Regions from separate parts of the Hordeum vulgare genome. Here region 1 is linked to region 2. Evidence: chromatin contacts called from public Hi-C data. All regions are on one chromosome and are shown on one strand. The core of a region is the stretch at or near the end of the contact, and the rest is flanking DNA. Distances in the headings are between cores, read along the strand shown.

Region 1 (4,488 bases), core at 1,098-3,597, 270 kb before region 2:
ACAACTGATAACTAGAGTTGGAACAGAGGTAGAGACATTGGTAACAATAGATAAATACTGCAGAATTACTATAATCTAAATGTTACCTTACAAAATATAAGCATCTGTTCATAAGAACCAGTGCATCGGACGCCATGCTGACAACTCCAACTCATAGACTATATGACTCCATTCAGACAGACATCACACCACTTTCTAACTCATCAAAATGACGCAAGACCATACTCAAAACATTACACATCCTGTTTGGTATGCTCAAGAAGGGTATTCTGGCCCTCAGACTTGTCACAACAGGTACTTGCAGGAGATGCCATAAATTAACATCAATACAAGGATTAAATTGATCAATGTAGATTGTTGACATCCAAATTCCACGCAAATAAGTAAAGTTAGTATCAGTAACACCACAAGTACAATGAAACCAACTATCAATTAGCGTGATGCTTCAATTACCTTGGATATCGAACAAAAAAATTCAATCAAGGCACCACATGCTACCAAATCATGACTATAAGGAACATTTAACATATTAATTGGTACAATATAGAACATTTCTTCATTTGCAATACCGTGCAAAATACTGAGTCGGTGTGCAGAAATCATCATTTGAACAAGACTCCGAACAAAAACATTCACCACTTCCGACTCAACAAGGACTTAAGAATGAGAGCGCCTAACTCTTGATGCAGAACTAGTGCTATCTGATTAGTTAGTAGTTACACAACCATCGTAACCAATTGGCACAATTCAGTGAATACAATCAGTATTGATTGTAAGTATGAAACATGAAACTGTCTGAAGCATGCTATATTGGGTCTCAGACTATACATATAGATACTTGCAGATGAATGCACAAAGAGATTCCAGATATGGGCGCTAGACTTTGAGGCTACATTCAAATCATCACCCCCATTCTCTGAGCATATTCAGCAAGAGGAGAAGACACATGAAAAAAAATCCTACCAACCTAGGACTCAAAAATTGAAAGCTATCCAACTTGACTTGTTTAGAACACATTAGATTAGATGATATGCAGAGTCACAAAGATGGGCGACCTGCAAAGATGCTGTGTGATTGAAACCTGAAACCCGCCGTAATCTGGTTAACATGGTAAATTACTCATATGGACATCCATCAATTCTAAATGTTGCAACACCATACTAATTGTATTAATTAAAGATTATAAAACCTTGTATGGTCCAGTGTTGAACTTCCACTCGTCAAAACATGTTGAACTTCCAGTCGATCTTCTAGTACTTCTAATTGATGTCATTTTGCCATATAAAGTGAATCAAAGTTGCAACTTGTGTAAGCATAGAGTACCCCCACGAACACAACTTATTTATCATCTAGTAGGGCTTCAAAGTGAAATTTTAGCAAGAATTTACCGTTAGTAACTCGTGCTGCCAATCCAAAATCTGCTAGTTTCATCTTGCCAGTCTTGGTGAGCAAAATATTCTCCGGCTTAATGTCCCTGTGGATGACGCCCATTTCGTGGCAGTACTTGACGACCGACATTAGATCCTTGATGACAAGGGCGGCTCGCTGCTCGGAGAAGATGCCGTCCCTGGCCATCTCGTCCAGCAAGCGGCCGCCGCTGCAGAGCTCCATGACGAGGTAAAACTTGTCGGCGTCCTCGAAGACGGCCTTGAGCGTGACGACGCCGGGGTGGCCGGAGAGGTGCTGCATGATCTCGACCTCGCGGTGGACCGTCTCCTCGCCGTTCTTGGGGAGGGCCTTGCAGGCGAACTCCTCGCCGCCGGCCTTGGCGCGGCAGATCCGGACGGAGCCGAACTTGCCCTGGCCGATCTCGTCGCCGAGCTCGTACTCGGTCTCGAGGCGCTTCTTGCGGCCTATCCGCGTGGCGGACTCGATGCAGCCGACCTTGCGCTTGAGCCCCCTCCCGGGGCTGTCCGGGGTGGCCCGGCCGCTGGCCGGCGGCGCCGTCATGACCACGCCGCCGCGGCCGGAGGCGGTGGCGGCGTCATCGCCGCCGGCGGAGGGCTTCTTTTTCTTCTTCTCGGGCCGCGGCTTCCGCTCCCGGCAGGTCCGCTTGCGGTCCGCCGAGTCGTCGTGGAGGGAGCCGGCGAGGGAGCGCGCGCCCTTGCGCTTCCGCGGAAGCGACTCCATCGGAGGGGCGGGGGGTGGAAACCCTAGGCGGCGGCGTGCCCGCGCCTCCTGCGGATCATGGGGGTTGGGGATCGGGAAGGTTGGTGGCGAGATGCGGAGGAGGGGGGGAGGGGCTCGAGGAGGAGATGAGGACGGTGGTGGTGGGGGTAGGGAGGGGCTGCCTTTGTTGGACTCGTGTCCCTCCCGCGGGTGGGGGCGGCGTCTCGGTGTCGGTTCGGCCGCTCGGGATCGGGAGCACGGGAGGGAGGGAGAAGGCAAAGGCGGGCACGGTTCGGGCTGGGGCGGGTGGGTGGGCCGACGCGATGGCTGGCACGGTGCCGGACGGGTGGGCGACGGTGGCGGGCGGGCGGTGCGGTCTGCGGGGAAATCACGCGACGTTTTCCGTCGCCTGGGCTTTTGCCGTTTGCGGTGCGGGTGCGGTTATCGCCCCGATTTTATGCCCAGGCTGATGGCGAGATCTTTTCCCTCTTCACGACGGACGGAGGCTTCTGGAAGGATACGGATACGGGGACGGTGTGGCGTGGAACTCTCGTTCTTTCGTGACTCCGCTTCCGTGGCTGGGGAACAGTTTGTGTTGGCTTGGATCCTGGATTCCTGGTTCATTACGGGCTCACGGGCCGCTCGTGCGGACAGCGGCGCCGCACGGTGCTGCTCTGCTCTGCTCTGCTCGTTCCGTGTCCCGGCATTTACTTCTGCGTACACCGTAAGCATGTGACTGCCGCAGTGTATGCGGCTGTCGCTGCATCTGGTAAGCACCGTGCGGGGCCAGCTGGATCGAGTACGGCCTTTTTACCTTTTCCAAAAGTCCAGAGATGTGACGTTTTCAATCTGGATTTGGGTACACATGATTATTTTTACAGCTATATATATGCATATTCAACGTTGAACCTCAAATTTGCTTTGGCGTATGTCCGAGACGGCCATCCACCCGCTCTCATATACTCCCTCCGTTTTGAAATAAGTGTCGCAAATTTAGTATTAAGTTAGTATATATTTTATCAACGACACTTATTTTGGGACAGAGAAAGTACATTTTAAATGGGGTTTCAAGTTAGCGGACAAAATTCATGCAAACAGATCAATATTTATCAAATTTTGAATAAAAAATAGCATAAATCATCTATACATAGATGCAAATAAGTCTAATACAACAATGTCTTAAATTAGATGTTCAACAAGTTTTTTAATAACAAATCATGTTGTCATACATATTGCTCATTTAGCTTCATCCAACAATGTGTACGTAGTGGCCGTTCCTCTATCATGTGGTACACCACGCCGATGTATATAGGATACACTGTGTGTAGAGCAACATTGAGTAAATGAATGATTCAATCAACAAGTTAAGCAGAAGAAGCAAAACTTACGATCTCCTCCTATGTCGCATGCAATGGTCACTTTGCCTCCAGCTGAGCAACGACGTGACAAAACTTGGTGACGATGGTTTGAATGACGTATCGTTGATACGACAATGACCTCACATTGTGTTATTGGATGATATGCATGTCGTAGGGTGCAATGTGCTTCTCGGTTGCTCCTGCCTACGAAATCCACGGTTACGCCCAACTACGTGTCGCACAACAACTAACCCTCCATGGTCGAGCACCCTGCCATCCTTCTTACTATGAAAAACGACATGGCGTCCAAGGTTAAGCTCAACGCCATTTGATTGAACACATGTGAGGCGTGGTTGCCGCCATGGAGGTAGTCAACAGGGTGACAGAGTGTACGTGCGCAAAAACGACTTCAGGGTGGACAACATAGTCGTAAAAGGCGAGCACGCGTGTCGATGCTGGTTGCGGACATACGACAATGCATGTGTGGCGGTCGGAGAGGTACACCGGAAACGACGGAGGCGGGGGTGCGGATGCAAAGCAATGTGGGAAGGGGCGGAGTGAAAGAAAATAGGAACCGGATGGTGGATTTAGTGGGGCTGTGCTGGAACCGAAAATGACTAGCATGCCCATAGGATCGACCACTCATGCGCTGCCACCCCCACTAGCGAGCGCTAATGTAAGGGTGGTTGCCCGCAGCCTAGCTCGAGCATGAGCCGCACCTCTAAATGGGACAACCATGAGAGCTAGTGACGAACTGGTGCATCGCCACCACCATCCACCCGGGGTGCACCACCACCATGATGTTCGTGCCTCCACCCCAGAAGAGGGGAAGGGCACGTCCACATCATAGCTATGTCATCATCCCCACCAGCCAATGCCATGGCATGGTCGAGCGCCCGCAACCAGCGTCGCTCGTGACGCTCTCCTCCCAAGGACAGCGCTGGCTGCAACGCCACCTATGGAACGGACCAGCCCGCCACAAGAGAGCACCACCACATTCACATGGATGCCCATCACCCCA
Region 2 (4,574 bases), core at 613-3,112:
CCAAAGTTAGGCCCAACCAAAATAGGCTAGACCAATGACTCCAAAAGCTCTTTCGATTTCCCTCATCACCTATGATTCTTTCTTCTCATTTCTGTTTTTTTGGTAAGCGTCACCTCCTATTCAAGATATTGTTGAGATCTCCAGGCATAAATGTTTTTATCTGTCTCCTTCACAATTGTTGAACACCCAACATGTAGTGTTGGGATATCCATCATGGATAGTTGTCCATGACATTAATCCATCTATACCGGGGGTGTGTGTATGTGTGTGACCACTCATGTTGTCCACTCTCATGTGGGGGAGTATGAGGAGGATCGTTGGCCACGAATCCTCCTCATACTTCTTGGATCTAGAGCACGACATTCCCGAGAAGAAATGAAGCCATTGACAAACCCCCGCACCCGAGCCTTCTTGCACAAAACAATCTGCAGAAGTCGTGTCCTAAACGGATCTAAACCGAAACGACGACTAAATCCTATACAACATCTCTCGGCTCCTCGATGACGTGGGAGGAGATGCCGCCATGATGTGGGTGGAACCGGTGAACAAAATCCTTACGTGCGCCCTCCATCGCCGCCTTAAAGGCCACACGGGGAAAACCTTGCTCCGTCGTCCCAAACGAATGGGAGAGAGACATATTCGTGTCCCCTCGACAACATTGAACGACGCCGATGAGGTGGAGGCCCAGAAAGCTTTATTCTCTATGGCGACGTCGTCATCGACCGACCATCGTCGCCCAATATACCTATCCTACCACTATCTACACGCCGGACGAGTGGATCCGGGGATCCCCCTCTCTCCCGCCGCCGTAGGGCGACGAGAGGAGAAAAGGAGAGCTCGCGGCCTTGCCGGCGGTGGACAAGGAAGACTTTTCCGCCCCCTTTCGCCTCTGTGTTGGAGAAATGAACCATTAGTGAGATGTGGAAGTGGCAATTGGCATGGCACAAAAATGCTATCGCACTACCAATCACCAACACAACACATCACATGAAATCACCAAAGGAATGGAAGGGAGCTCCTATGCAGCGCTGCAAGCGCCCACTAACGATCCAGCGCGTGCAGAGTTACTCGCATGGGCCGGCCCACCAGCGTGTTGCCCATTTTTTTATGTGTTTTTTCTGTTGATCCAGTAGGAAAAAACGTCTAGATTTTCAATTTGTTATGAAAATAAAAATATGAAATCAAAAAAGGTTTTCAGATTTTAAAAAAAGGCTCATTCATTTTTAAAGTTCATATCTTTAAAAGGGTTCATCAATTTTGAAAAAAGTTCATAAATTTGAAAAAGGTAATTGAAATAAAAAAAAATCATTCAATTTGTAAAAAGTTCATTAAATTTGGAAATAGTTCATAGAAATTCGATAAAAGTTTGTTTATTTTTAAAAAAAGTTCATTGAACTAAAAAAATCATAAATCTTAAAAAAGTTCATCAATTTTGATAAAAATTCGTCCATTTTCAAAAGTATGTTAATGAAATTTCAAAAAATATCATTGATATTCAAAAAACTTCATAGAATTTTAAAATTTTAGAAAACATTCGTCGATTTTCAGACCAAAGTTCATCAATCTTACAAAATATTCATGGATTGTTTTAAAAAAATTATCTATATTTAAAAAAGTTCATAGAATTAAAAAAAACGTCAACCGACGTCTAGATGGGCCGGCCCATCTATAAACGCCACAGAAGCCAGTTAACAAAAATACACGTTAACTGACGGCTGTGGCGTCAAATAGGAAATGGCAGAATGGAAGGGAAGGCGCTGGGCTGGCCACGCTCATGTGGGCCAGCGGGAACTAGGGTTTGCAGTTTCCAGCCAGGTTCAACCAACTTCCTTCGAATCTACCTACGGCAAAGCCCACAAGTCCTTCCTAGGTTGCGAGACCCAGCCCGGCACCCTCCCCACTGCCCGCCTCCCCTCCCCTCCCCTCCCCCGGCCGTCCATTACCTCGGCCGCCTCCACCTCCGCCTCCGCCTCCCCACGAGCGCTGGGGCTTCCAGATTCCTAGCCACACATGACCCTCCGCACCGACGAAACACCAGAGACGGAGACATGGGGCTGAAGGGGTTCGTCGAGGGCGGCGCCGCCTCCGTCGTCGCCGGCTGCTCGACGCACCCGCTCGACCTCATCAAGGTCCGCATGCAGCTACAGGGCGAGGCGGCCCGGATCCCAGCCCCGGCCATGCGCTTCGCCCTCGTGTTCCCCCCCGGCGTGCAGCACCACCACCACCACGACCACCTCCTGCAGCCTCCGCGCAAGCCCGGGCCCATCGCCATCGGCGCGCAGATCTTGCGCGCGGAGGGCCCCGCAGGGCTGCTCTCCGGGGTGTCGGCAACCGTGCTGCGGCAGGCGGTCTACTCCTCGACCTCCATGGGGCTCTACGACACGATCAAGAGGAGGTGGGAGCGGGAATCCGGCGGCGCCGCCCTGCCGCTGCACCGGAAGATCGCGGCCGGGCTCGTCGCCGGCGGCGTCGGCGCGACAGTGGGTAACCCGGCCGACGTGGCCATGGTGCGGATGCAGGCGGACGGGCGGCTCCCCGCGGCCGAGCGGCGGAACTACCGAAGCGTCGCTCATGCCATCACCCGGATCGCGCGCGACGAGGGCGTGCGCAGGCTCTGGCGCGGGTCCTCTCTCACGGTCAACCGCGCCATGATCGTGACGGCGTCGCAGCTGGCCACCTACGACCAGGCCAAGGAGGCAATCCTTTCCCGGCGCGGCCCGGGCGGCGACGGGCTGGCGACGCACGTGGCGGCCAGCTTCACGGCCGGCCTGGTGGCCGCGGCGGCGTCCAGCCCCGTGGACGTGGTCAAGACGAGGGTCATGAACATGAAGGTGGAGCCCGGCGCCCCGCCGCCGTACGCCGGCGCGATCGACTGCGCCATCAAGACGGTGCGGTCGGAGGGCGCGCTGGCGCTGTACAAGGGCTTCATTCCGACGGTGACGCGACAGGGACCCTTCACCGTCGTGCTCTTCGTCACGCTGGAGCAGGTCCGGAAGCTGCTCAAGGACTTCAACTTCTGAGAGACCCAGGAAGACGGCATGGCCATCGCCAATCTGGCCCAGGATTGTAGCGTACCCCATTGGTAAAAACTATGATCACCTCCTCTCCCATCGATCGCAAGCTGCAGCTCCACACCGTTCTCTGCGCCTGCACGGATTTGATAAATTATGGTGGGAATTTTGATGTGTGCTACTTTCTGATCATTTACTGGGGAATTTTGATGTGTGCTAATTTCTGATCAGTTAGTGGGGAATTTTGATCTATGCCACCTACTTTGTCTTGGTCAGTTCCTCATATAACACATATCAGTAGACTATATGATCCATGGGTGTTCTAGACCCGAATTCAGTTCAAGCTTACCAATTTTAACTGCGTTGATATTTATTTTAGACCTCTGCCAGAAAGCAGAATGCTGGAATTAAACTTGCATAGGCAAATAGAGACAAAAAAGGGTAGAAAATGACAAATCAGGAAACTTAGCATTTGAATAGGACCAGCTGTTTTTCTTGCACAAGAGGTAACAGTATAGGACCAGCTGTTACCAAGTTACCGTTACCGTTGCTTGTAGTTCAAGACATTGCATGAACCACACCCCAGGATTATTCTAACTTCGCATGAAGTGTGCTCTAAAGTACATCTTATGCCTGCTGAGTGCTGACAAAGGCCAAATGATGCCCCATTCCCATGTTCATCTGGTAAGAAGACACATAAACAAATACGAACAGTCAAATAGACGGATGGCCCAACAAGCATAAATGACAACAAGCATATGGCCATGCTCATTCGAGATCTGCCACATCAGGGCATCGCCAATGTTTATTTCTTATGTCGACCATAAGCTAGGACCCACGCAAATAAACCACATGCCTTTTTTTTGGGTACTCCATACGAGACGCCCTAAGACTATCAACGCATATGACTATCTAGTGTCCACACAGTTGTCCAAACGCGTTTGGTCCTTTGAACCGGTTGTTGGAGGAATAAAAACGTGCCACGCGGGAACCAATTGGTCCGGTTCCAAAGCAAGGAGATAGAGAAAGAAATAGTGCTTTGCATTTCTGTGGATTCTAGAAGGGCACTTTAAGGCCTTTGTCGACAAGAAAATAGTAAGAGGAAAGCGAATTCTTGTTTATATAAATAATATCGTTGTTGGTCCCATTACTAAAAGTTCGACCGATTCAAAGGCTCAACATTTTATCTTTGAAACGGCTTTTGATGACAGATGGGCAATCATACAAACTAGGAAGCCCATGCACGTTTTGCCGTACCACTTGCCTCCGACCGTCTCTATGGTGAGAGAGATGACGGGGATACTACCCCTGAGTATATTAAGAACGAAGATTAGCCGTCTTCAAGACATTTGTCGCCCCCCAGGGATGGGCACTGTGAAACCGAAAAACCAAACCGAACCGAACCGGTTTAACCGATTTGCATGTTTATTCGGTGTATGGTCTTTCGGTTCGGTGGCTATTTCTATTACTATTCGGTGTTTCGGTGCAGCATCGGTTTGCTCCGGCCAGAAACCGTAATAACCGAATAAACCATATTATTTGTACAGTCAGGCATCGGGCGAC

What was found. Hi-C and Micro-C count contacts between places; a contact is called where the count stands out from the background.
Region 1: a contact with region 2 is called in a Hi-C map of seedling, with 3 times the contacts expected there. The contact joins the promoter of LOC123398902 here to the promoter of LOC123398896 in region 2. A contact is called at or near these places in 2 of 6 Hi-C or Micro-C datasets (leaf and seedling) and 1 of 1 datasets of contacts at active chromatin or transcription factors (embryo).

The regions. Positions count from the first base shown.
Region 1 is chr5H:466,424,441-466,428,928 of MorexV3_pseudomolecules_assembly, reverse strand. LOC123398902 (serine/threonine-protein kinase PEPKR2) reads right to left here and starts at 2,347. Exons shown (of 3, transcript XM_045093348.1): 1 at 1,389-2,347. The coding sequence starts at 2,130.
Region 2 is chr5H:466,155,387-466,159,960 of MorexV3_pseudomolecules_assembly, reverse strand. LOC123398896 (mitochondrial uncoupling protein 5-like) reads left to right here and starts at 1,862. Exons shown (of 1, transcript XM_045093342.1): 1 at 1,862-3,231. The coding sequence starts at 2,049. The coding sequence ends at 3,020.